Linked DNA regions of Mus musculus: all the other regions are linked to region 2. A link is a contact called in public Hi-C and promoter capture Hi-C data. All regions are on one chromosome and are shown on one strand. The core of a region is the stretch at or near the end of the contact, and the rest is flanking DNA. Distances in the headings are between cores, read along the strand shown. Region 1 has its middle 130 kb from the start of Cxcl12. Region 2 holds the start of Cxcl12 (chemokine (C-X-C motif) ligand 12). Region 3 has its middle 140 kb from the start of 2810048H02Rik. Region 4 has its middle 80 kb from the start of 6820426E19Rik.

Evidence for each region. Promoter capture Hi-C pulls out the DNA fragments that hold promoters and counts their contacts. A called contact is a pair of places that touch in the nucleus more often than the background predicts.
Region 1: a contact with region 2 is called in a Hi-C map of liver, with 5 times the contacts expected there. The contact joins the enhancer-like site here to the promoter of Cxcl12 in region 2. A contact is called at or near these places in 10 of 39 promoter capture datasets (the 3T3-L1 cell line, the C10 cell line, cranial neural crest and 6 more), 1 of 15 datasets of contacts at CTCF or cohesin (pro-B cells), 16 of 484 Hi-C or Micro-C datasets (the Patski cell line, cerebellar granule neurons, embryonic fibroblasts and 4 more), 7 of 115 datasets of contacts at active chromatin or transcription factors (craniofacial prominence, embryonic stem cells, liver and 1 more) and 3 of 9 other capture datasets (adipose tissue, embryonic stem cells and liver).
Region 3: a Hi-C map of uterus shows a contact between it and region 2, with 5 times the contacts expected there. The contact joins the enhancer-like site here to the promoter of Cxcl12 in region 2. A contact is called at or near these places in 1 of 39 promoter capture datasets (the 3T3-L1 cell line), 4 of 484 Hi-C or Micro-C datasets (nephron progenitors and uterus) and 1 of 115 datasets of contacts at active chromatin or transcription factors (craniofacial prominence).
Region 4: a contact with region 2 is called in a promoter capture Hi-C map of hippocampal neurons, with 10 times the contacts expected there. The contact joins the enhancer-like site here to the promoter of Cxcl12 in region 2. A contact is called at or near these places in 17 of 39 promoter capture datasets (the 3T3-L1 cell line, the C10 cell line, cranial neural crest and 7 more), 1 of 15 datasets of contacts at CTCF or cohesin (large pre-B cells), 30 of 484 Hi-C or Micro-C datasets (the HL-1 cell line, the MC3T3-E1 cell line, the STO cell line and 14 more), 14 of 115 datasets of contacts at active chromatin or transcription factors (bone marrow-derived macrophages, cardiomyocytes, craniofacial prominence and 6 more) and 3 of 9 other capture datasets (adipose tissue, embryonic stem cells and liver).

What each region holds. Positions count from the first base shown.
Region 1 is chr6:117,296,053-117,302,298 of GRCm38.p6, forward strand. No RefSeq gene overlaps it. Among named protein-coding and RNA genes, the nearest start is that of Cxcl12, 130 kb to the left of the region's middle. Within about 2 kb of position 4,084, at least 15 of the 459 cell types and tissues checked have an H3K27ac peak or open chromatin away from gene starts, as enhancers often do. A contact at or near this core is called in liver and uterus, where this site is marked.
Region 2 is chr6:117,166,774-117,172,839 of GRCm38.p6, forward strand. It overlaps Cxcl12 (chemokine (C-X-C motif) ligand 12), which reads left to right and starts at 1,762. Exons shown (of 3, transcript NM_021704.3): 1 at 1,762-1,943; 2 at 4,709-4,826. The coding sequence starts at 1,883.
Region 3 is chr6:117,011,231-117,017,444 of GRCm38.p6, forward strand. No RefSeq gene overlaps it. Among named protein-coding and RNA genes, the nearest start is that of 2810048H02Rik, 140 kb to the right of the region's middle. Within about 2 kb of position 1,556, at least 6 of the 459 cell types and tissues checked have an H3K27ac peak or open chromatin away from gene starts, as enhancers often do. A contact at or near this core is called in uterus, where this site is marked.
Region 4 is chr6:117,412,717-117,418,596 of GRCm38.p6, forward strand. No RefSeq gene overlaps it. Among named protein-coding and RNA genes, the nearest start is that of 6820426E19Rik, 80 kb to the right of the region's middle. Within about 2 kb of position 3,090, at least 7 of the 459 cell types and tissues checked have an H3K27ac peak or open chromatin away from gene starts, as enhancers often do.

The DNA.
Region 1 (6,246 bases), core at 2,834-5,333, 130 kb after region 2:
CACAGTTCTGAGGGAAAGTTATTCATTTCCCTTCTCTTTCCTCTCTGCTATGTTTCCTTTTGACTTCTTTTAAATGCATTCTCATTTCTTATCTGTTTGCTGCTTCTTTCCATGTCTGTTCCCCTCCCTTCCTCTTCTCACCTCCATTCCTCCTCTTGTTCCTATCCTTCCTTTTACCAGCTTCTTCTCTTTCTCTCTCCCCTGCCTTTCCCTGCCTCTTCTCTTCATCAACTCCTTTCATGAGTCTCAGAAAGAAGAAACCATTTCCATTGAGTTCCTTGGGGGGTTAAAATCTGAGTTCTTACAAGAATTCTTTCAGTTTATTAGTTACACCCATTATCATCTGTAGCTCCTCCATGTGTACCTCTTGTTAGTGCCTGTCTGTCTGTCTCACCCTTTTGGACCATCTCTGTCTACTTTTACTATGATGTCACTGGATCTTAACCTCCAAGTCCACGTTTCAGGTAAAATTGCTCATTCTAGGCAGTACCTCATATCTGGTAAGTCATGGAATGTCTTCTTGATGTGGGAGCTGGGAGGTCACTGCAGTCAATGCCTTCCATTGCTGTTACCTTGCACATTCTAGATGGTACAAGTCAGTTCTGTCTGCCATGAAACTATTTGGTCTTAGAAATGAAATCCATGTATCCATGTAGCAATTATAACTGGTGAGGAAACTCCAGGTCCTTAGACAGCACACCACACATCTGCTCACATATGGGGTCAGCCACGGCACTAATAAATCTGAACCAGGCCAGGCATGAGGCCCAGAGCAAGCAGGTTGGTGCATTGAGTTGATCCCAGATCTTCTAATGCAATCATGGATAGATCCTAGACTTGGTCGCTTTTTATCACGTCTCCTGATTTCCTCCGTAGAATTAGCACACTCTGAAGTCATTGGGATACTTAGTTTCTCTTAGTTATCTCTCATCTGCCTGCATCCACCACAGTTTCTAGTGCTGCCCATGCTTTAGCAGACCCAGGGCTTTAAAGGTAAAATCTGTGTGTTGAGTCAGCACAAGGTAACTCTAGAAGCTCCTCTGATGACTTATGCAGCGTTCGGAAGCAGCATAATGAAGTATGTGGAAGGATGAGCTGTACCATGGGCAGCTGCAGATGGGTTCTGACTCCTTTTGCCCACATCATGACCTAGGCCTGCCTGGGAGAAGTGGAAACTTTCACCTTGTAAAAATGATGTCAGGCAGGGAAAGTGTCCCAAACAGATGGCCACCTAGCAATTGCTGCCATTCATGTATCTGAGAATCTCAATGGGCCCTTTGCCCGTTGTTTTGTTTTGTTCTTCCTATTCAATTTTCCCAAAAGAAAAGTGACCTTGGCCACTCAGAAAATCAGAGCTGATGGCCTTGGGGGAACTTGGAGAGGAAACAGAAATCTGAGGTCTGGGGCCCTCTCAGAGCCTCTGTTTAAGAGGAATAGCCTTCCTGCTTGGGCTACAAGAAATTGAGATGGCATAGCAGCATTTGTATGTGGGCCTTATGGAGGCTCCTGGGATATTTTTCAGATCTACTCCAGGTCAGAATGTCTCACTGAGACTCTAATAGGCCTTACTCAGGAACAAGGATGAAGAAAGAGAAACTAGTTCCTATAGGAAACTGATAGGAAATAAGTAGCTGGCATCCACTGGCATCTCTCTCTTCAGCACCATAGATGTCTAACTTTACTTCCATCCTCAAGGCTGCTTCTCTCCGTAGTTGGCCAACTACAGGTTCCTATCTTATTTCATCATTCTCTTCTTTGGGTCAGTCTTCACCCATCACAGCTTCATCGGCACCCATTACTAAGGTTGTTTGCTGTTCACTTGGCCTACCTCATGGTCCAAGCAGCCCTCTACACAGTGATTCCAATTGTCCTAAATGCCACATCAACACAACATACACCCTCTATACCCTCCCTGCCCATCCTGCTCCTCTCCACTGTACCCCCAGGCTTTCCCTCTCCAGGTTCACTGATTTCCAGGTTCACTGATTTAGCCTGTTGCTCCCTAGGATTCAGGGCAGAAGCCAAGGTCTCAGCCCTGGACTTTTCACCCCACTGTAAACATGACCAGTCTCACAGGATTGGTGCCTGCCTTCCAGCTATATAAATACATAGATGGCCAACGAGTTATAAACCGAATACTTTGCCCTTCCCTCTGTAAACAGCCCATCAAAAGGTAAACCATTCAGAAGATAAAAGTAAAACTAAAAAAGTCCACCAGGGTTCTAATTCTTCCTTAGGATGGCAGTGAACCATGCTAGCCTGGCTGTGTTTGGTGGCCACACTGGGTTACCTGGTCATCTTTGTTCAGATGTGTTTCAAGTCATCTTTTCTCCCCAGTGATCAGGGTGAATTCAGGGTCTCGAGGCTTGTTAGGCAAGCAGGGAACTACATCCCAATCCTTCCTCTTTATTTTTTAGATAGAATTACACAAAGTAGGCTGGCTTTGAACTCCTTATGTAGCCCAAGCTGGCCAATCTGTGACTCTCCTGCCTCAGCCTCTCACATACCTATTCCACCAGTTCTAACTTTTATATCCAGAATCATGGATTGTGTGGTCATGTTTCTCCTTCCTCCACTGTTCCCTCTGGCAAGGACATTCTGTGTTCTTTTGTAGCCTTATATACTATCCTGAAAGTTTACAACAACAACAACAAAAGTAAAACTAGTGAACAAAAAATCCTATTGGCTGAGGGTTCTGAGTACTGAGTCTTCCTCTTTTCGGTATAGACGATAAGTTAAAGGTGTCTACATATTATTAACTATTTGTTCACTATGGTACCCTGCATAATCAGACAATAGGAAAATCACGTGGATTGCATATGATTCTGGAGTCCTGCTGTCCTGCTGGGCCCAGCTCAGCCCCACTATTCACGGATGCACCACCTTGGGAGAAGTTATCAAATCCCTCCAAACTCAAAACTCCAAATGGAGTTTTTCTTCCCTTTGAAAATATGGAAAGTACTGTTCACTTTTAAGACTGGGTGATCACAAATGATAATCCATGAGAAATGGTTACCATCTCACAAGCACTCCTCCTCCTTCTCCTCTTCCTCCTCCTTTTCCTCTTTTGAATTCTCTAGCCTTCCAGCCTGTCTGTCTCCTTCCCCACCAACCACCCCCTGGTTTTGTCTTGTCCCCTTGTGTCTCCCCATCTCCTTCTCCCCTCCCCTTCCTTTCTAATGATAGTTCTTAGAGCTCCATGTTGCATGAATCAAGACATGGTGGCCATAGAGATGGGCTGTACTGCGTATCAGCTCATAGTGTGAGCCTCTCAAGGTTTATAATGTCCTTGACCCATTCTCATTGGCCACATCCTTCTAAATTATGAGTATCAAAGCTAAAGCATCTAAATGGATTCTGTCCAAACCAGAAAAGGCAAAATTATTACCAACTTACCCGAGGTAAACACTTGGGCTTCCTATAGAGGAGCCCCAACTAGCAAGCTCCGAGGTTACAAGAACACTTGTTGATTCGGAATGAGCTGGTGGGAAACCTGTGCAACACAAGTAATCTCAAAACGGAGCTGAGGGCAAGGTTGCTAAGGTCAGGTTGTGCTAGCAAACTTGGACCTCCACCCAAGAGCAAAGTTCAACTGCAGCTCTTATGGTAAATATTTGCCCTCATTTTGCTATTACCTCCATCTTGCTTTGTTTATCTTAAGGTCACGTAGCCTTTCACTTTCCCATCTGGCTGGCATCCAGAGGTCATGGTGACCACACAGCTGGGCAGATGTTAGGAATCTAGACTGAGATGCTTTAGTGAGAATGTCAGAGTGGATTCCTTGTGGAACCCATGTGGGTGAGGTGAACAGAGCTCTCTGGGGACTCAGGCCTTTCCCACCCATCCCTGGGAGCTCATCAGTGAAGCTGTGTTTGTCTTAGAGCCCTATGGCATTGAGAACCTGAAGGTGACAAGCACTGACCACCAGCACAGCAGACACTCTTGGCCAGTAACTTTTCAGAGTCAGCGCAAATGCTGGAAAAGCATTATGCAATGTTTCTGGCTGGGATGAAGATGTAGCCTTGACCCCATCCACCATGTGTTTTAAATCCCTGTATTTATTGATGCCAGCTCTGAGTGTTGCCTTGTGCTCTGTGGGAGGGACCTTGGCCCTTAACATCATTAGTAACCGTCCTAGCAGGGCCACGGGTTCCCTTTAAGGTGATGGTAAATCTCTGCTTGGGAGTTTAGCTCTCTCTAGAGCAGGCGTCTAAGAACCACAGATATACAAGCAGAAGGGGAGGGAGGTGCCCAAGGGAAAAGCCTAGATAACTGGTCCTCCTTCTCCTCCTTCTTTTTTTTTAAAAAAAAACAACTATTATTGTTACTGATTTTACAAAATTACATACACTACACTCCTTCACATCCCATCCCCCTGTTCACACTCACCGCTGCTCACAAATCTCTCACTCATGTTCATATCTATTTGATTTTGTGACCCACCAAGATTAACCAGAACCATCTGTGTGACTGTGCGTTTTGAGCTATCTGTTGGAGTCTGGTCAGCTCAGCAGCAGGTCCACAGTGATTTCTCCCTTTCCAAGAATCTATAGTTAGCTGATAGTTTCAAGACTCAGGAGCCTCTCCCCCTCCTTGGCTGACTATTGATAGGGACAGTCTTGCATGGGCCCAGAGTAGGTAACTACACTGAGTGAGTTAAGGAATACAATAGTTGTAGCAGCCTGCTGTCAAGCCCTTCCGCACTTCCTGACCCTCTTCCACAGAGTTCCCTGAGCCTTAGAAGGGGGGTACAAGTGACTTGCTTAGGGCCCACTACAGTCCATATTTTCTGCATCTTGGGAGGCCATGAGCTCCTGCAATCACTTCTGTTCAGAGTTAGAAGAGGATGCACTAATTAAGTCTGGGACAGCTTTAATTGAGGGCCATGGGCTTGGGTATTTAGAAGGCAGTTTTCTGCTATGTCAGTTTAGTTGGCTGACCAAAAAAATGCTCCTAAACCATTCACCAGTTCTTTGTGTTGGAAAGCCACCATGCCTGTCTATCTATCTATCTATCTATCTATCTATCTATCTATCTATCTATCTATCTATCTATCTAATCAAATGCCAACCATACTACCTCTACTACGAATCATTTCCAACTGCATCTGTGTTCCCACTAAACCGCCTCTCCCTTTAGCCTTCCTTCTTGCATCTTTCCACACTCAGAGGAGGTTACTAGTAGGATTTCTAATTCCATTTTTACTCTAATTCGTGTTTTTATCTTTTATTTGTCTATGTGTGTGCATTTGCTTGAATTTATGTTTACCATGTTCGAGCTGATGCTTACAGACACAAGAGGGCCTCAGTTCCTCTCAACTAGAGTAACTTGTGAGGCACCTGATGTGGATGCTGGGAGCCAAAACCTGGGTCCTCTGAGAGAGCAGTGTGTGCTTTTAACCACTGAGATGTCAGACTCCTGGAAAGATTCATTGGAACCTAACTTCATCAGGTTTTAACCACTGAGCCACCTCTTCAGAAAGAGTAATTGCAACCTAACTTCACTGTGTTCTTAGGGTTGTCACTTTGTTGGTGGGCACTGAAGTGCTGTAGCAAGTGACGGCACTTCCGAAGGGGAGACACTGCCCTTCTTCTCCTAACTGAAAAGCAATAAGAAAAGCAGGAATTAGGCAGAAAGCCTAGGATATTGCTAAGACAAGAAAAGGTAACTGCTTGGCTTCTCCACCAACTAGAACAGTAGATGACAAGTCTCAAGGCTGAGACTTAGAAGACCAAACACTCATTCCCTGGGTTACCGTCCTGTTCCCAAAGGTGCTTACCATCGACCCTTTGCTTGTGCTCTCTGGCTGTAGTGCCTGTGTGGAGACAGTTTGCCCATTTAGAATGAAATGCCTTACCTCCTTATTTCCTCTATTTCTACATTACATTGAAAAATATAATGTTTGCAAATGTGAAAGTCATGAGTGTCTAGTCAATTAAATTCACAAGGGAAAGTAATTTTTGCATACTGGTAAGGACATGCTTCCTAATTCATTTTTATGATAAAATAAATTTAATTATTTTCTACAAACTATGGTGTTTCAGTTAAATCTTTAGCCCATATAGAACTGATGGAATATATATTGCATAAACTTATGATTGAGATATATTTAAACTCCATATGGTACACTCCAAATTTTCAGTACATAGGTTTCTTTTTTTTAATATGTCAAGTGTTGTTTTAAGTAGACTAGACAATTCACTTAACATTCACTATTGTTATTTTTCTATTTTTTATGAATAATAT
Region 2 (6,066 bases), core at 512-3,011:
CCTGCTTTGGACAAACTTACAGGAGAGGTTTGCCTTGCCTCAGAGATGTACTGAATGGGAGCATCAGACAAGTTTTTGTGCTCAGAGCTTTTGCCTAGGAGCATCTGGTCTTTTTTTTTTTTTTTTTTTTTTTTTTTTTTTTTTTACTGTTTTACTGTTTTACAGGCATCAGGTATCCCAAGCGCTTGATCTCGGATTACTGGAGCATGGGAGATAAGACCACCAGAGGGCGCCGGAGCCTAGCCTCTGCCGATCCTGCAGTACAACAGGGCCAGCAAGTTCAGAGTTTAGCATACTGAACGCTCAGGATAGCGCAAAAGCCGGTAGAAATGGATGGCTGCCTTCTCTGAAATGCTACTTTTTAAACACAGGGACCAGGTCGGCGCGGTTCCAGATTTGAAGCTGAGTCCCTAAAGTGTGTCTGACAAATGAATGGATGCAAAGTGCTTAGCGGAATTGTTTAAGATACTCTCATGGCTGGAACATTTTCCTCTTGACCTTCTCCACCCTTCTTTAGTCCCTAGGTGGAGCCCCAGGCCCAAAGGTCCTGGCCACTGCTTCACAAATATGATTCCCAGATTGCCCTGAGACAGAGGCAAGTCTCTGTTGTGCACTCCCTTGGGTGAACATGATAACAGAATCCAAATCGCTAATTGGCTATGTGGGAAAAGTGGTCGAAGCATGGCCAACACTGCCTGTGGCAGTGGAAGGTCCAAAGGACGCTGCCCAAAGCCTCTAGCCCTCCAAGATTCAGTCTGCCCCCTCCCCCGTGTCTCCCCACACCCGGGTTGGGGTTGTTTTGGTTGACCAGAGTGGAACACAACGATCTATTGGCAGGGCTGAACACCAATGGGTCTATTTGTAAAGCGCCAATGACCACTTTCTGAAGCAGGGTTTTAGGGAGCGGGGCCTTAGGGAACTCTTTGGTCCTTTTTAGAACACTGGACTTTCTTCTGGAAAGGCAGGAAACACTGAAGTTTAAGAAGTTGTTTCCAGCTTCCATTAACTGAACACACATTAAAACCAAGCACAGAGAATCAGGACGTTTCGCGGGAGTGAGACCCAGTCATTTCTCCTCCGTTTCCATTCTGCAGGGTGAGAGTTGTAATCACCCACCCACTATTCGTACCATCCACCCACCCCCAGTCGAGAGAATAGGGGTACAGAGGGGAGGTGGCAAAGAAAATTCACGATACTGAGTATCTCTGGGAGACCTGTTTGGTCTCTTTGCTCGGTAGCGCAGCCCTACGTTAGAATGCATCTTCCCGGGAATGACTGTAGTGAGACTTTGGCTGGGAATCCAAGTTATTCTAACTGTAGATTGGTCCACGTTGCCCTAAGCCTAGCAGTCCACTGCGGCACAGACACCCTGGACATGAGGTGGGTCAGCTTAAGTTCCTGGCACGAAAGAAAGGGTACTCTGGCAACTTTTGGATGCGGCGAAACAGACTGTTTCGTCTCTCAGGTTCTTATTTCACGGCTTGTGCCTTTGACAGCCCCTTAGTTTCTCTATCTGCAGGATGGGAGCATTAAGCTCTACGACCCAGCCTCTTTACAATTCAGGTCCAAAGAGCCCGCCCAAGTTGGGGACTGGGAAGATCAAAGGTCTCAGCACCCAGCGGAGCCGCGGACACTGAGGGCGCCAAGAAGGGGGTGGGTAGGTAGGGAACTGGAAGGGCGGCTGCTCCGCAGGGGATGCGCGTCAGAGACCCCAGCCACACTCCAGGCCCGCCCCTTGATGAGCCCCGCCCCGCCCCGCCTGGTTTTCGCCTCTAAAGCGCCCAGCGCTCGCCTCCCGCTGCCGCACTTTCACTCTCGGTCCACCTCGGTGTCCTCTTGCTGTCCAGCTCTGCAGCCTCCGGCGCGCCCTCCCGCCCACGCCATGGACGCCAAGGTCGTCGCCGTGCTGGCCCTGGTGCTGGCCGCGCTCTGCATCAGTGACGGTGAGTGCAATCCGCGGCCGGGCCCGGGAAAGGCTCGCAGCTCTGCGCCGGAGCTCCTTCGGGTCCGCGGTTCCTCTGCCCGCGCCGAAGTCGCGGAGAAAGAACTCGGTCGGCGCCGTTCACTACAAGCGAACTTGGGGCAGTCCACTTTGCAGGGCGCACTCCCACCGGGTGCCCTTTCCCGTGTCCCACGGGTCGCACCGAGGTTTTGTGCTCTGCGAAGTGCGGCCATAGGACCTAGAGAGGGCTGCAGGGGAGGACCCGCAGGATTGTTGGGCAAGAGTGGGTTCGGCGCGGAATGGAAGCGTGGGCGATTGTGTCCGGGGCTTGGGCCCCGGAGCGCGCCAGCTGCACTCAGCTAGTGTCTACCGGCGCCCAGATGTTTCCAGAGGCGAAGGGCAGCGCGGTCCCGGAGTTGACCGTGCAAGAGGTTCACTCGGGTGGTGCGTGTGTCAGCAAACTCTCAAAGACCGGTCAAGTAGCTCGAAGTGCATGGCTTGGCTATAGGTTCAGTGGTGAGGCTGAGTTTCGTCCCCTGCGGGTGTAGCGTGTTCTCTTACAGCACCCTCGAGGGGCTCAGGGCCACCAGCAGCGCAGCGCAGCTCTTGAACTCGCGCTGCCAGCCAGGGCCGCGCTTCTGCACAGTTCGTTGGTCCGTAGCGACGCGGACCTGAGCACGCGTCTCTTCACTGCCCCTTTTTCTTCTTACCCGGGTCACTAGACAAAGGCTCAGCAGTTACCCAAGCTATATGCACACCTCTCCCCAACCCCCAAACACACCTGCAAACGGGCGCTTTTGTAGCCAGCCCCGGAGTCCTCAGCTCTGGAATGAGAGCTGCAGCGGAGTTCAGTCTCCCAGACCCAGGGTGGTGTCTTCTTTCACTGGGAAAGGGCTTTCATTTTGTTTTCTTTTTTTGACACTGAAGAGAAAACTCTCAGCGCTGTTACAAGACACCGTTGCTGCAAAACAAAACAAACCATTGCCTCTGAACACAAAACAAAATCCTACTAGTCGATCCCCTGCCTTCCTCCGCAGTGGTGTTTCCTGGAGAGAACTGAGGGACAGTCGGGGCTCTTGGTGAGACTGAGCTCTAAATGCTGCCCAAGTACACCAACTCGTTCGTTTGGGTTCTTTCCCTGTGACAACGGGGTACGGGAATGGTTGGAGTTGCCTAGTCCGAGGGAAATGTTCTGTAAAAGAATAGTCAGTTGCTGATCGGAGTAGTAAAAAAAAAGAAATGAAAGGCAGTTTCGATTTTTTTTTTTTTTTTTTTTTTTTTTTTTGTTACCGAGAACACCCGGGAGGCTGAGCCTTCCCACTGGTCCCCCAGTGCCCCGTCATGGAGCACATTGATTTGGGCATTAATAATTGAATGAGCTGGTGATGTTGCAAGGGTCACAGCCTCTGGCAAGTTAGGTATGGGGCAAGAATGTAGGACTCAGGTCCTCAAGGTTGGAGTGCAATTATCCAGAGTAAAAGTTGTCTCACCCTCAACATATTCTGACCCTAGGAAGAGTCGGATTGTTGACAGTGTCTGGATCAGACCTGTTCTCTAGGCAGGACCCCATTGTGCTGCCCGAATGAACTTTTTTACCTCCTAGTGCCTGTGTGCCCTCTGATCTTACACAGCCCTCAAGTTGCAGCACGGCTAACCTTGCTGTGGTTCCTGTCTTTTCCCATCAGCTACTCCAACTCAGAAGCTAGATAGTAGACACCGGAGGCTTCTTTGGTTAAACCCAGAGCAGCAGGCTTGCCAGGCTTGTTAGATTGAATGGACCCCTGGTTCCCTAAGCCAAGCTCTCTAGATTCCCAAGTCCAGGGTGGCAGCAGAGCTGGATTAGACTTTGGTCTGTACCTGAAGTCTGGTTTTCCTATGCTTTAGAGTCTAAAGACACTACCCTTCCTGGGGCATGCATCCCTTAGCTAAATAATGCTTGCAGAAGAAGATAATCCCATCATATATTTAATTCGGTCCACTTCTCCAGCTGCTTCCCAAAGGCAGTGAACTTCAGAATACCCAGAAGTCTCCTGGAACTCTAAATAAGCAAACTTAAAATCCTGGGGCTAACTATTCTCAGTCATACTTTTAAACTTTGGTGAAAAGACCCATAAATTGAAACATTTGGGGATGCTCAGTAGAGCTAGGATAAAACCCTGTTGTTGGGGGAGCAGCTACAAATCCAGCAGTCCTCAGGGTTTGCAATTCTAGACTTAAAGGGTGGTTCTTAAGGGGGGGTTCTAAAGGAGCCCCTTGCTAATTTACACTAATGAGTGTCAATTATAGCATTTTGCAAATTGGTGAATTGGCAAACAAAGCTGGTAATAGGATCCAGGAGGCCTAGGCATCCAGGTAGTGACCATAAAAGCCACGGTTGACCCCAGCTTTTGGGAAAAGCTGGATAGAAGGTAAATCCGGGTCCTCCCCTCTGGATTCTTTTGTGATTTCCAGGGCTTAGGATAGGGTGAGTGGGAGGAGGGAAAACTGCAGGTGGTAGAAGTGAAGCCCCCCACCTCCAGGCCTGCACCAGAGGGCCACAAGGGAGCCCAGAACTCTGCCACCCCACTTCTCCTGGGTCCTTTTGTCCTTTAGAGGCTGAGCCCAGTCAGATCTCACTGTGATCCCTGGCCGAGGGGATGGTCTTTGCAAGAAACTTTCTGTAACCATTCCTGCTGATGTTCCTGAGTCTTCCCCACAAGAGCCACCAAACCCCCTGCACCAGGCAGATAATGACTGGCCCCACTTTTCTCTCTACACCTCCTCTAGGTAAACCAGTCAGCCTGAGCTACCGATGCCCCTGCCGGTTCTTCGAGAGCCACATCGCCAGAGCCAACGTCAAGCATCTGAAAATCCTCAACACTCCAAACTGTGCCCTTCAGATTGTGTAAGTCCTAGCCGCCATCCCCCAAAGAGGAGCATGGTATAGAAGCCTCGGACTTGGCATAACTAGGGGCAGCTGTTACCACCACCACCACGGGGACACTGATATGCCATCAGACATGGGTTTCAAAGGATACTTTTGTTCCCCAGAGCCCTGATGTCCTCAGTGTTTCTCACTCTTGCTTTCCAAGCTGTTTCTTGCAGCACAGTGGGCCGCCTCTCTACAGAAAAAGCCATGGACTTGATGGAGGTCAGCCCTCAGCTGACAGTTGGGTCTGTCTTGTCAGTTTCAAGGTTCTGGTGTCCAAAGTTAATCCTTTCTCACATAGAAAAAAAAATTACAAGACCCGGATGGCACGGGGGGGGGGGGGGTTCAGTTTTACTCACTTGCACTCACTTGCTCAGAGGTCATTTTTGTTTTAGAGTTTTAGAGTTTGCTGGAGTGTGATGGTAGCTGCCAGTATTTGATTTAAATTTACCTGGGAAATAAGAAAAGCCCAAAAAAGGTATAAATGATGTGAATATCTCACTCAGAGTCTGGTAGACTTGGCAGAGATGTGTCCTGTGCTAGTCTGTCCTGCTCACTGCCCCCCAGCAGGGGTTCCCATCCTCGGGAGACTCAACACTAACAACAGTATAAGGATGCAGCAGCTGGAGCAATGCTAGCCTGACGGCTTTGTCACCCAACGGTGACTGCTTCAGACTTTCTGTGCTCATCAGCCTTCCTCTCCAGCCTCCGCTGCTGTGTTATGTACAGTAGGCTTTAGAGACCTAGATGATGAATATTATTTTTGCTGTTTTGATTAAAATACAATACTCTCCCGAGAAAGGGATTTTAAAGATGATGAGTTTACGTTTGAATAGGCTGTGCTGGTGCACTGTCCCGGGAAGGGCCCTTGAACTTAGAGGGTCAAATACAACTATTGATTCTGGGTGATCACTAAGTTAATAAATGGCAGGATCCAGACTGACACCCCTGATCCCTGTTGAAGTTACATCCCTCTGAACGACTGGTCAACTGCAGGGCAGCCTGCTTGAAGAGGGTTACCTGTCCCTAGGACACTGAACAGGCATTTGTTTTTCCTAGAAGACAGTTCACCAGCTGGAGAGGAGTCGTCTCCCGTAGTTTCTGTTTGGTTGCTTTTGGTTTTTGTTTGGTTTTGGTTTTTTAATTATCTGGCATCCAGGACTTGATGGAAAATAACCAGAGCTAAGCTCACCGGTTCATCTGCCCATTAGGAAGT
Region 3 (6,214 bases), core at 306-2,805, 160 kb before region 2:
AGACTTGACTCTCCACCCACAGCACGACTGAGCAATGGCAGATCCTTTGTGGAATAGAGGCTAGAAGAGGACATTGTGCCATTAGGAAGAATGAGGGATGACCGATTGCCTTGTGCTTTCTCTTTGGTTCCTAGCATCCCTGAGATGGGGCAGCCCCTCAACCATGAACTTCCCTGCCCAATATCTTGCCCCAATACAAACCACAAGCCAATAGGACCAGATGACCTTGAACTGAAATCTCTGATCACTGAGCCAAATTAAACCTTTTCCTGTTTTAAGAGTATTGTACAGTTTTTTTTAATTATTTTTAATTTTACTATAGTAATGGAAAATGGCTCCCCAAGTTTAAAATAAAGCAAAGATTCTATGGAATTGTAGTCTGCTCTGTCTTTTAAAATAATTACTTATGGAATAGATGTAAAGCAATATTTTGTTGTATGGATGGCTGCTCACTCCCTGACTGGTAACAATGAACATGGATCTATGTATGCTGACATGCATATAATTTACAGAAGATTAAAACATGACTGACACACTTATAATCTGAAAGATCTATTGGATTTACAAAAGAAAATTGTATACAATTTTAAAAAACACATGAGTTTAGAAATTAATTACATGGCAGACCATTGAGAAACTTCTAAAAATAAATTTAAAGGTTTGATATCAGATACTATGTAATTAGTTTAGATAGAAATGGCAAAAAGAGATCAACCACAAAGAATTCATGTATTTGGAAAAAGGTGAGCATATCGTATGAATGGTGCTGCCTTGGTTGTTTTTTCCTAGAGATTCCTGGGCAGAGGTACCTCAGTTGAGAAAGTTCCTCCATCACATTGCCCACAGAGCATTGATTGACTGATGGCTACTGTGGGAGGGCCCAGCTCCCTGGGTACCACCACCGTGTGGGCAGTTGGTATGGGCTCAAAGGTTAGAAAGGAAACTGGGAAAGTCATGGGTAAGGGGTCAGTATTGATCCTTCATGGCCTCTGCTTCAGTTCCTGTCTTGAGTTCCTGCCCTGACGTCCGGTCCGTCTGATGTACTATGACTGTGCTTTATTATAGCAACAGAAAGCAACATGAGACAGTGGTGAAAGAAGCCAGGGTGGGTACCAGAAAGTGTTTAGGAAATATTAGCATGGAGAATATGGATCCAAGAGGAATTTTATGTCACTAAATATTGTTTTTTTCAAAAGGCTTTAAAAATTGGATGAGCTAAGAATCAGACACACACAAAACATAGATGTAAAGGATGAGAAATGACATTTCCAGCAAGGACTGGCTAAATTGCAGATGGGATGTTTTCAGATTAATTTGTGAAGATAAATACACATAAACCATCCATCCACAGCCATCATTAAAATGATCAGACCTTTAGCCTGGTTGTCCGAAGAAGCAAAACAATACTTTTTGGATGGTGATAACGATACAAGGGCCTTGGACTCCCTCTGGGGTCTCCAATCACTGTGCCAAAGATTAAGGCCTCAGTGCTGAGGCTGACAGAAGAAGTCAGGGGAAGATGGAAAGCAATGACGCATGTGCGCCCTGCAGATATTATCTCCTCATCTGTGGCTCAGCTTTTCTTCTTAACAATGTCTTGTGAAAAGCCAAGTCGATGACTCACGCTGGGCAATCTGAACACTTTAATTCTCCAGCTATTTTGACAGCATGGATTTAGATGAACACTTAGATAACAGGGCCCAAAAACCTTCAATTGACTTTCTAACAAAATTTAGGATAATTAACTGAGAAATTAAAGTAGTGTTAACAAATGATGTTAGGATAGCAATCTCATGAAACAAAGCAAACTCATAATTCCTTGTAACACATGGGGAGATCAGTGGGAATTGGTAGGCTTAAAGATAAAACCTATACATGCAAAATTCTAGAAAAATACGCAAAAACCTTTGTGATCCCATATTGTGAAGAAAAGGTCCTGAACAAAACAGAGAAACACAAACCATGAGGGAAATAGGATAAATTAGGCTTCATCAAAATTAAAGCTTTACTCTTGATGACTTTGAACACACAAGACACCATGTGAAATGCACTGGTATCGTTATTTTACACATGAATAAGCCATAGTGCCAATTTCGATCATAAAGCCGGGAAGTGCTGAGCGAGAGATCAGACTGAGACTGGCTCCCAATTGCTTGTCTTTTCCTGAGCACAGAAGTCTGCCTGCCTGTTACGACCTAAGTGCAAACATAAATAACTTGTGCTAGCTATGCCATGGTTCTGTCAAAGATAACTGAAAATGGGATGCATACTATAATGGTTATAGGACGCTTATCTCTTGTGTATGTAGACAGACATTTTTGCAGCTATTTAATCCCATAGGCATTTGGCAGGACAGCGATGGAGCCACTCTCAAATGGATTTTTCCTAACTACTGTCCAAATCGATCTGATCAGAAACAGCAACAATTGCCAACCAGTTGTGACTTCCAAGAAGTACAAATCCCAACACTCACAAGGGCTTGGTATTAGAGGCTTTTCTGCAGAGTTTTTGTGACCCCACTCCAATGGGCTTGATATCAGCTATTCAGGCAAGAACACTTACCACATGATCTCAGATGTTGATACACAGAACTGCCTGTGTCCCAAGAACCTGAATTTTCACACTTCATCTCTCTCTGCATGACTGGGGTGGAGTGGGGATGAGGGGGTGTTGCCTGACTCCCAGAGCCACATATGAGCAAACTCTACCAATCACCATGAATTGGGCTGGAAACCATTCCAAAAGCCAACTGCAGGTTCATATCAAATTATCCACAGAAAACTGAACTGATGGAGTTTAAAGCCAGTGTGGGAACTCTGAGGGAGTTGAGAGCAAGGGTACAAGCCCACAGCAGAAACCATCCATCACTGACAAGAAAATTGGGTCCCTTCCTCCCTGGCTTGTACAAATTAATTTCTTTAGGAGAAATTCTCCGTGCACAATTAGAACCAAATAATTGGTATCTGCTGGGAAAAAAAACCCACAAAACAACTCAGCCATTATTCAGTAAAACATATATATCAAACTATAACCTCATTCTTTGGAGGGTGTTGGGCGCTTAAGACAGGATACCACTACACCAGTCAAGCTGGCTTTGAAAGTTTGGTCCTTGTGCTTCAGCCTGTGGTGTACTGGAATAAAATGCCAGGGTCACAGAGGATGGCCTCTGACAACACACCTTGTCATCACAGGCTTACATTCTGTGATAAAAATGCAAAATACCATGGGTGCAGGAGTGCTGTTGCAGCTGTCAAGAGCTCGGTGATCTTCCAAAGGACCAGAGATCATTTCTTAGTACCCATGCCAGGTGGCTCACAATAGGCAACAACTCGAGCTCCAGGGAATCTGCTGCCTCTGAAGACACCGGCATTCATGTGAACATCAACACACCAAATGCAGACAAACCTGCCTACGAATAGTTAAAAATGATAACAATAAATCTTTTAAAAAGTAAAATTTCATGGGTAGCCTCCTAATAGGTTCTCAAAATTAGTTCTCATGTGAAGGTAATAGTGGTTAAACTAGACATTTCAATTCAGTGGTAGATACAGAATCAAGCCCTAGAGCAGGAAACAAGCCTTGAAAGCCAGGTAACCTGCTTCCCTGGCTCTGGTGACATCTGACATCTGCCCTTGGATCCACTGGGTAGCAATGACCTCAGTGCACACTGTCACTGTCATGGCTCTGTTCAGATAGAGAATCCGTTGCTTCCTAAGCAGATGCTTCGGTGCACAAGCAATGGTTGTAATGTCCACCCTCCACCTTCTGCAGTTGCTCAGACCTTGCAGGCTCCACTAATGGCCTCACTACACACACCTTTCCAACTCCCTGGAAATCAGTAGGCAAAAGTCAATACTATTTGAAAGAAGAAATACTCAGATCCATCAATGAGTCAATTTGTGTAGGCATGCCACTGTGGTTCCCACGCTATTTATTTATTTATTTACTTACTTACTTACTTACTTACTTATTTTTCTTATGTGCCCAAAGTAGAATCTATGTCATTTTCTAATTTGCTTGGGATTTTTTTTCTGATTCATGCTTCAATGTCTTGTCATAAAACATAGCTACATATGGAAATACTTTAATGATGATTAAACACTAAAATCAGAAACATTTTCAAAGAACATCCCAAACTTTTGCAAAGCATTCTTCATGCCAAAAACAGTCCTGAGCCCTTTACCTATGGTAATTTATTATACCCCGGTACGAACTCCACGAAACAGGTACAGTTGTTATAGCAACTCTACAGAGCAGGAGGCTGAGACACAGAGACTAAAAAACCTTCGGAGAAGCACTGTCATACAATCGTGTGCCTGCCAACCAAAGAGTTGTGTTCTTTTGTCAAAAAAAAAAATTGAAGCTCTGAGTAATATTGTTTATGTTTTAAGCATTTCATTTAGCTCACATTTCTTGGCATCCTCCAGGGAATAAAAATCAAAACATACAACAGCAGGGTCACAGGCTGGCTTCATGGGCATCCAACCTTGGGAATTTTAATGCTCTTCTGCTGTTTGCGTGATATCTTTAGAACAAGGGCCTTGACTTTTTGTTTTCACAAGACATTGAAAACCATGTGTTCTTCTTAGAAAGGATATAAAACTTCCAAGAAAGTTCTTATCAAACATGTGGTGGCTTTTCATTAATCATAAGTGATAATGACTTTGTTTTCCCTCAGAGGAGGAGAAAATACACTCTTCTGTTTATTAGTCATTCTGGAAGCCAGAATCATAATTTTGGACAAGGTAGTCTGAATGGCTTCGTTCTGAACAGAAGGGGGATTAGTTTCCCAAGATGTGTAAATTAGTAATAGACATCCACTTCTTATTTGGCCGCACTGATGAAAGGGGGCATAAAGAAGTGTGGAATCACACGAATAGTCAGGAAGTAGCCTGAGGTACATCATTGATAGACAGAGGATCTTAAAGTTGAGAGCAAGGCTTTATGGGATCCAACTGATAGAACCTGAAGATGTCACAGGAAAAGTACTCTACAGCTGGTGACTTACAGGGTCAGAGAACAGGCAGCTTGGGAACTCAGGTATCTCAGGTCAAACAATATGAGGATGAGATGGTAGCTTGGGAATTGATGGAGTGTAAGCATCCATGACTACTTATCAGGGCCAAGGTCCCCCAATAAGGCCAAAAGACATGAAACCAGGCTCAGGGTGGAGGGGCCACACCATCTCTCAGGCTGTGACAGTTTTATTGAGAGCAATAAGACTTTTTTTATAGCTTTATCAGAAACAGAATGTAATGGCAATAGCCAGGATCAATACAGTTGTAGTTGCCAGAAAACAATGAAGTTTGCATGCTATTCAGGAATCACAAGGTTAATGTCTAAGGCCAAATGTCCTGTCAAGCTTCCATGCTTCCTTGACTACTAAGGTAACAAATATATAGAAACACAAAATGGCCTGAGGAAGTGCATCAGTCTCTCAAGAACTAGAAGGTACATTGTGCCCCAGGAGCCACAGACTCCAATCTGAAAAACCTATGACACACACCTCTCAAGGCAGCTAGGCCAGACCAACTCCATAGTTCCTTGCAACGAAGTAGTAACTCTACTGTAGCCATTGTTGAGTTCATCTGAACAGGGTCATCTGCTGATAGCCCATGAAGGTGGGTTTGTTTGTTTGTTTGCATGGTCCCCATGCTTAGCTCAGTTCAGCTAAGTACAAACACTGACCCTTTGTGGTACATAGCTCCATTCACCAGCCACGAGTGACAGAGACCTGGGATATCAGTGGGACCCAAGGAATGGCATGTCATATGCACAGGCTGATGGAGAGTGAAGTGACAAAGCACACCTGCTGAGCTGGTGACTGTCCTACCTTGTGCTTCTCATGGAACAAGACTCATGTACCACTGACTATGGAATGCTTCACTTGAAAAGATGAGACACGTAAAAATGCAAAACACTTCGAAGGACTATTAAAAATATCACTGAGGGACCTGGGAGGGAAAGTGGGGGAAGGGGAGGCAGGATCAGGTATAGGAAGAGATAGGAGAGAAGTCCAGAGGGTCAGAAAAATTAATAGAAATATGTAGCAGTAAGGAGTAAGGAATGGGGGTGGAGAACCACTAGAAAGTCCCAAACACCAGGGAAGGGAGAAGTTTCCAGGCTCAAAAGGGGGGAGATAGAATCTGTAGAGACCACTTCCAGTAGATAGGCATGACCCTGAGTTGAGGGATGGGGCCACCCACCCACCTCA
Region 4 (5,880 bases), core at 1,840-4,339, 250 kb after region 2:
TTTTATGATTTTACCTTCTTCGTCAAAAAATCAAGTGTCTGTAGGTGTATGGGTGTATTTCAGGATCTTCTATTTGATTCCATTGATCAACTTGTCTGTTCCTTTACCAATACCATGCAGTTTTTATTACTATTGCTCTATAATACAGCTTGAGATCAGGGATGGAGATCAGGATTCTTTTAACTATTCTGAGTTTTTTGTTTTTTCATATGAAGTTGGACAATGCTTTTTCAAGGTAAGTAAAGGATTATATTGGAATTTTGGTGGGAATTGCATTGAATCTTTCGATTGCTTTTGGTAAGATGGCCATTTTCACTATGTTAATCCATTAGGAAGTGAGATCTTTCCACCTTCTGATATCTTCCTCAATTTCTTTCTTCAGAGACTTGAAGGTCTTGTCATACAGGTCTTTCACTTGCTCGTCTGTTAGAGTTACACCAAGATATGTTATATTATTTGTGGCTATTGTGAAGGATGCTATTTCCTTAATTTCTCTTCCCATTTATACTGAACAGAGAGCATGCAGGAGCTGGACCTAGACACCCTACACGTTTGTAGCAAATGTGCAGCATGGTCTTCATTGCATCCCTAACAAGTGGAGCAGGGCTGTCTTGGCCTCTATTTCCCGCCATTGCTCTGTCCCCGATCTGGGCTGCCTGGTTGGGCCTCAGTGTCCAGTCCCACTGGGACTAAATGTCCCAGGGTGGGGTGGTACCCAAGGGGGAGCTACCCTTCTTTGAGGAGAAGGGAAGAGGGTAATGGGAAGGGATTTGTAAAGGTGGGACTGGGATGGCAGGGGGCTGTAATCAGGATATAAAGTGAATAATAAATAAATAAATTATTAGAAAAAATTAAAACACACACACACACAAAATACAAGGTGGAGAGATATAGAAGAAGTCACCTGAAATTAACCCCTAACTTTCACATTCACATACACCATGCCTCATACACATGTATATACTACACACAAACACATGTAAGTAGGTACACACTCACATACACAGTCCAACACTCCCCCTACATGATATACTACACACAAACACATGTAAGTAGGTACACACTCACATACACAGTCCAGCACTCTACTCCCCCTACATGATACACTACACACAAACACATGTAAGTTAAGTACACACTCACATATACAGTCCAGCACTCCCTCCACATGCTTATACTACATAGAAATGCATCCAAATAAGTAAAATCCACTCTCATAACATTATTTATAAGAAAAAAAGTATTATCTACAAGAAAATATTCCAATAGCAAAATTTGCCCATCTCAACACTAAAAAATTACATGCATATTTCATGTGGACCAAAGCCCAGAATTCACAAATCTCTCCATACAGATTGATCCTAAAGCTAATCTTTTAAGTTTATATTTTAAATTTTCTCTCCAAAAAAAGTTTGGAAGTTTTCTAGGCATTTAACAAAAGTATGCTTTGCCTTTATTTCTTGTTACCCATGACTATTTAAAAAAAAGATTAAAATTTAATCTGTAAAGATCTGTTCTGGAAAAACATCCTTGTCAACATGTCTCTAGTCATCCCAGGATTTTGTAACTTAACATAACTCTTATTTCATGTCTCCCATTAATATTGTTCTATATAAACAAACTGTATTATTGGTGAAATATTTTAGATGATTATTACTTCTCCAAAATATTAGTTATTGCTTAGAAATCACTTATCTGTTACCTCTGATAAATCAGCTATTTCATATAAATTCTGTAACGAGCTTCTTTTCCTCAGTATTAACATTTGGAAGCACCAGACTCAAACCATTCAATCAGTATCAAAGCTTAAAATATACACTTCAATTAGTTGCCATTAGTTAAGCCTGAATGACATATGCCTTATATAACTAGTTGAAGTCCTCCATATTAGCTAGTTGCTTTTTCAGAGGCATAAAGGAAAAACCAGAGACCACGGCTCAAACATATTAATGTAGTTCCAGCATCAGCTCTCAAAACACCCACATTCACACAGAACATACATTGATGTTCATGCACATTTAAACTTGGCATGCCAAAGATAGCAATTTTTAGTGCAATATAAGCTCAAAAAAAATGTAAAAATGAGCTGAAGAGATTTGTCAGTCAGTTATTTTTAGAAACTCTAGGAGATTAAGCCCATGCTGCTTTAGAAGTCATGATACCTTTAGAGGACTAGTCAGCTGGAGTTTCTGTAAGCGACCATGACAGTGTGCACATGGTATTTTCCACAGCCATAATAGAGATCTCTTCAGCATTCTTGGTTGTCTGTTTCTAGTCTTTCAATGGAACTCCAAGGACTTAACCTCTATCCTACAGCGCACGCCCATAGAATTTAAAACTCCAAATTTGCTCAAAGGAGCTGCCAAACTGATAAGAGCTGTCATACAAATGGCATAAAGTTGTCTAAAGTTTTGGGGGTGTTCCATTTCCTTTGCCAGATGACGCAAGAAAAATCCAAGTTTCCTTCTTGAGGTTCTTGGCCTCATTATGAAAAGAATTTAACAACAGACTCAAAGGAAGCTCTGGGACGAATTTGTTTGAGTTTAAAAGGAAAAATCCAGGGCTGTCGAGTGGTAGCTCTTGGCAGCTTCCTGGAAAGGAGGAATGGAGAAAAGGAAGGAGGAGAAGGCTGTGAGTTAAGGCAGCCCAAGGGCAGCCACATGGCAGGCATGGCATGGCTAGGAGGGGCTTCAGAGAAAGAGTAAGGATGCCCAGGGTGCTGGGGAATGCACTTTTAGAACAGAGAATGGCAAAGAGCAAACGTTACAAGTTTTGAGTAACTCAGAACACTAAGCAGGCTTGAGAAGCTGTGTGTCTGTGATAGGGAAGTGGGAATTCTGGGAGAGAACAGCAGCCCATCTCATTAAAGGGCAATTACTCTGCCTATCTCTGTAGAGGAACTCAAGGTGAACCTGCCTTCCTAAGAAGGCTTGCCTTCTTGAGGGGATATCCTTTAGCTAGCCTCTGACCCTGCCCAACTGGAATGTCTCCAACCAGACTGTAAACTGCACCTCCTTAGCCAGAAGGAATGAGTTTTCCTTGAATGGACCTTGACTGCTCGCTACTGTGTCCATAACAACCCAATTAGTTCAATGGAACCTCTGTACCTCAGAATAACTCTGGGAGATAAAACCCTTCTCTAAGCAGCAGGCATTGAAACAATTCAAAAATAACCTGTCAGCTCAAAGAAGCTGACAAAACTAAGAGTACCGACAGGGGAGAATCTTACCTCGGGTCAGACTTTCTCAAGAGTCCAAAACAAAGTCCAAATAGTCACGACACTGCTTCACCAAGTAGAGGTTTAAAAGTAACTGTCTTCAGCTGAAGTGGGAGGATGTGAGGCCCCAATCTGAAGAGATGCCTCAGCTGCATGGGGGTCCTCCAGCCCTTTCCTCCCAGGTGTGGTCAACTTGTACTGCTGGTACCCAGAACATGTCTTCTTTAGAAATGGGCCATGGTCGTGTGCGTTTTTAATCCCAGCACTTGAGAGGCAGAGATAGGTGGATCTCTGAGTTCGAGGCCAGCCTGGTCTACTGAGTGAGTAACAAACAGGACAGGAAGAGCTACACAGAGAAATTCTATCTTGATTAAAACCAAAGTGTGTGTGTGTGTGTGTGTGTGTGTGTGTGTGTGTGTGTGTCTGTGTGTGTGTCTGTGTGTGTGTGTCTGTGTGTGTGTCTGTGTGTGTGTCTGAGTTTCTCCCCTCCCCCCCCCCGTGTGTGTGTGTGTGTGTGTGTGTGTGTGATTTCTCTCCCCCTACCCCCTCTATGTGTGTGTATCCGTCCGTGTCCATCCTATTCTCTTGTCTCAGTTGGAGACAGGAGTAAGCATCATCATTTGTAAAGGCTGAATTTCTGGGGAAAGCATTTCATGCAGACCTTGGTGGATCCAAGCCTTTCCGAACTGCTTTTCTCATCAGTGTCACCAAAGTGCTGCCACCTGGCTTTTGCCCTGGCTTCCCTTCAGCTCTCCAGAGCTGTGACCTGCACTGAAAGAATCCATACGAGATACAGAGCTCAGAGTGGAAAGAAAGGAAGGTTTATTCACAAGCAATTTGAGACACTACCCAGAGAGAGAAGACAGTAGTGACCCGAGAGAACACTACATAGAAGAACACCCTCAAAGGTGAGGGTTTGCAGTGACCAGAGAAACCCTTGTGCTCACCCAAACATTTAAGGCTAAGGTTAGGGCATTCCTGAAGTCTTTGGCAACAGCTTCCTGGGGGTATTTTCCTGTCCAGGTAACTGCCAGGCCCATCTGGATGAACTCAAAGGGAGGAAACAGTATTACATCTTTGTTCTTTACTAGAAGGCCTCCTGCTGGATAGGAATTTTATGATCCTTTTGGATTATAAATTGAGAACGTCAAGTCTCCGCCCTGGACCACACATAACTCAGGTCCCGTTCTTTGAGCCCTAAGTCATATAACATAAAGATTAAAAATATTAAAGGGAATAAAAGTAAAACTACTACAAAAGCAGCCAGAGTTTACCAGGAGAAAAGAGCCTTTTCCTAAACAGCCTCTGCCAAGCTGTGCAGCCTCTGCCTGCCCTCCTTACTTACGGCATTTTCCATCTGAAGGCAGGACAATGGAAATGGCTTCTCCCTCACAAGACGCTTTCCCTCCCCTTCCCCACCACTGCTGCTCCCTTATAACAGTGGGCACAAAGCTGATGACAAGGGACAGGCCATCCCCAATAGACCTTACTCTCCTAATCTCTTTTTCTTAAATCACGGTTTCTGGAACCAGGGGGATGTCCTAGAATAAAAGTAGGTTAGTGCTATGGCTGATGATCTGAGTTCAATACCCAGGGTCCACAAAGGAGGAGGGAACCAACTCCCTCAAATTGTCTTCAGACCTCCACGTATGGGTCATGGCATGTATGTGCACATACAAGCACACAAGGAAGAAAGAATGTATGAAAACACATCTTACTCATTGAATCATTGATTGATTGATTGATTGATTGACTGATTGACTGATTGATTTAGTGTTTGTGTCTGTGTGTAAAAGAGAGAGAGAAAGGGGGATTGCAAAAGTGCTTGACAACTTTTGCTTTATCCCCAGAGCCCACATACAATAGAGGGCAAGAACTAACTCCCACAAACTGTTCTCTGGTTTCCACTCATGCACTATAGGCTGCATTCTCCCCTCCAAAATAAATAAATGAATGCTTTTAAAACTTAAAATTCAAGAAAAAAAGTGCATTTGTATAACCTTTATAATAATTGTTGTAGTTTGCTTTTGATTGTTACGATAAAACATTGACCAAAAACAACTTATGGGGAAAGGAGTCAGTTTGGCTCACAGGTTAGAGTCTGTCATCACCGGAAGCCAGGGCAGGAGGTCAAGGCACGAACTCATGCTGAAGATGCGGAGGAATGATGCTTATCGGCTTGCTATCAATGGCTCTTTTAACTTTCTTTCTTATACAATCTAGGATCTGCCCATGGATGGCACCAGCCTCAGTGATCTGGATCCTCACCTCACATAGCACTCATCAACTAAGAAAATGTCCCACATATCTGTCTACAGGCAAATCTTATGGAAGCAGTTTCTCAATTGACATTCCCTCTTTCCCCAGTTGATGAAGGGAGAGAGAAAGAGAGGAGAGAGAGAGAGAGAGCAACAAAACCATTTGGCTTTATTTTCTACTTGTGTTAATTTCTTGTTTTGTCTAATTTATCAATTAAATTTTACTATATTTATGTTCACAGGAAAAGGCATGATCTATATTTACTGGGCACTCAGGTGTATGGACCTTTCATATTGTTTTCTCTGTATCCCAAGTGAATAAAGAAACAGATATTATCGAGGCAGGGGGAGGGGGGAGGGGGAGACCTGGAAAGGGGAAAACATTTGAAATGTAAATAAAGAAAA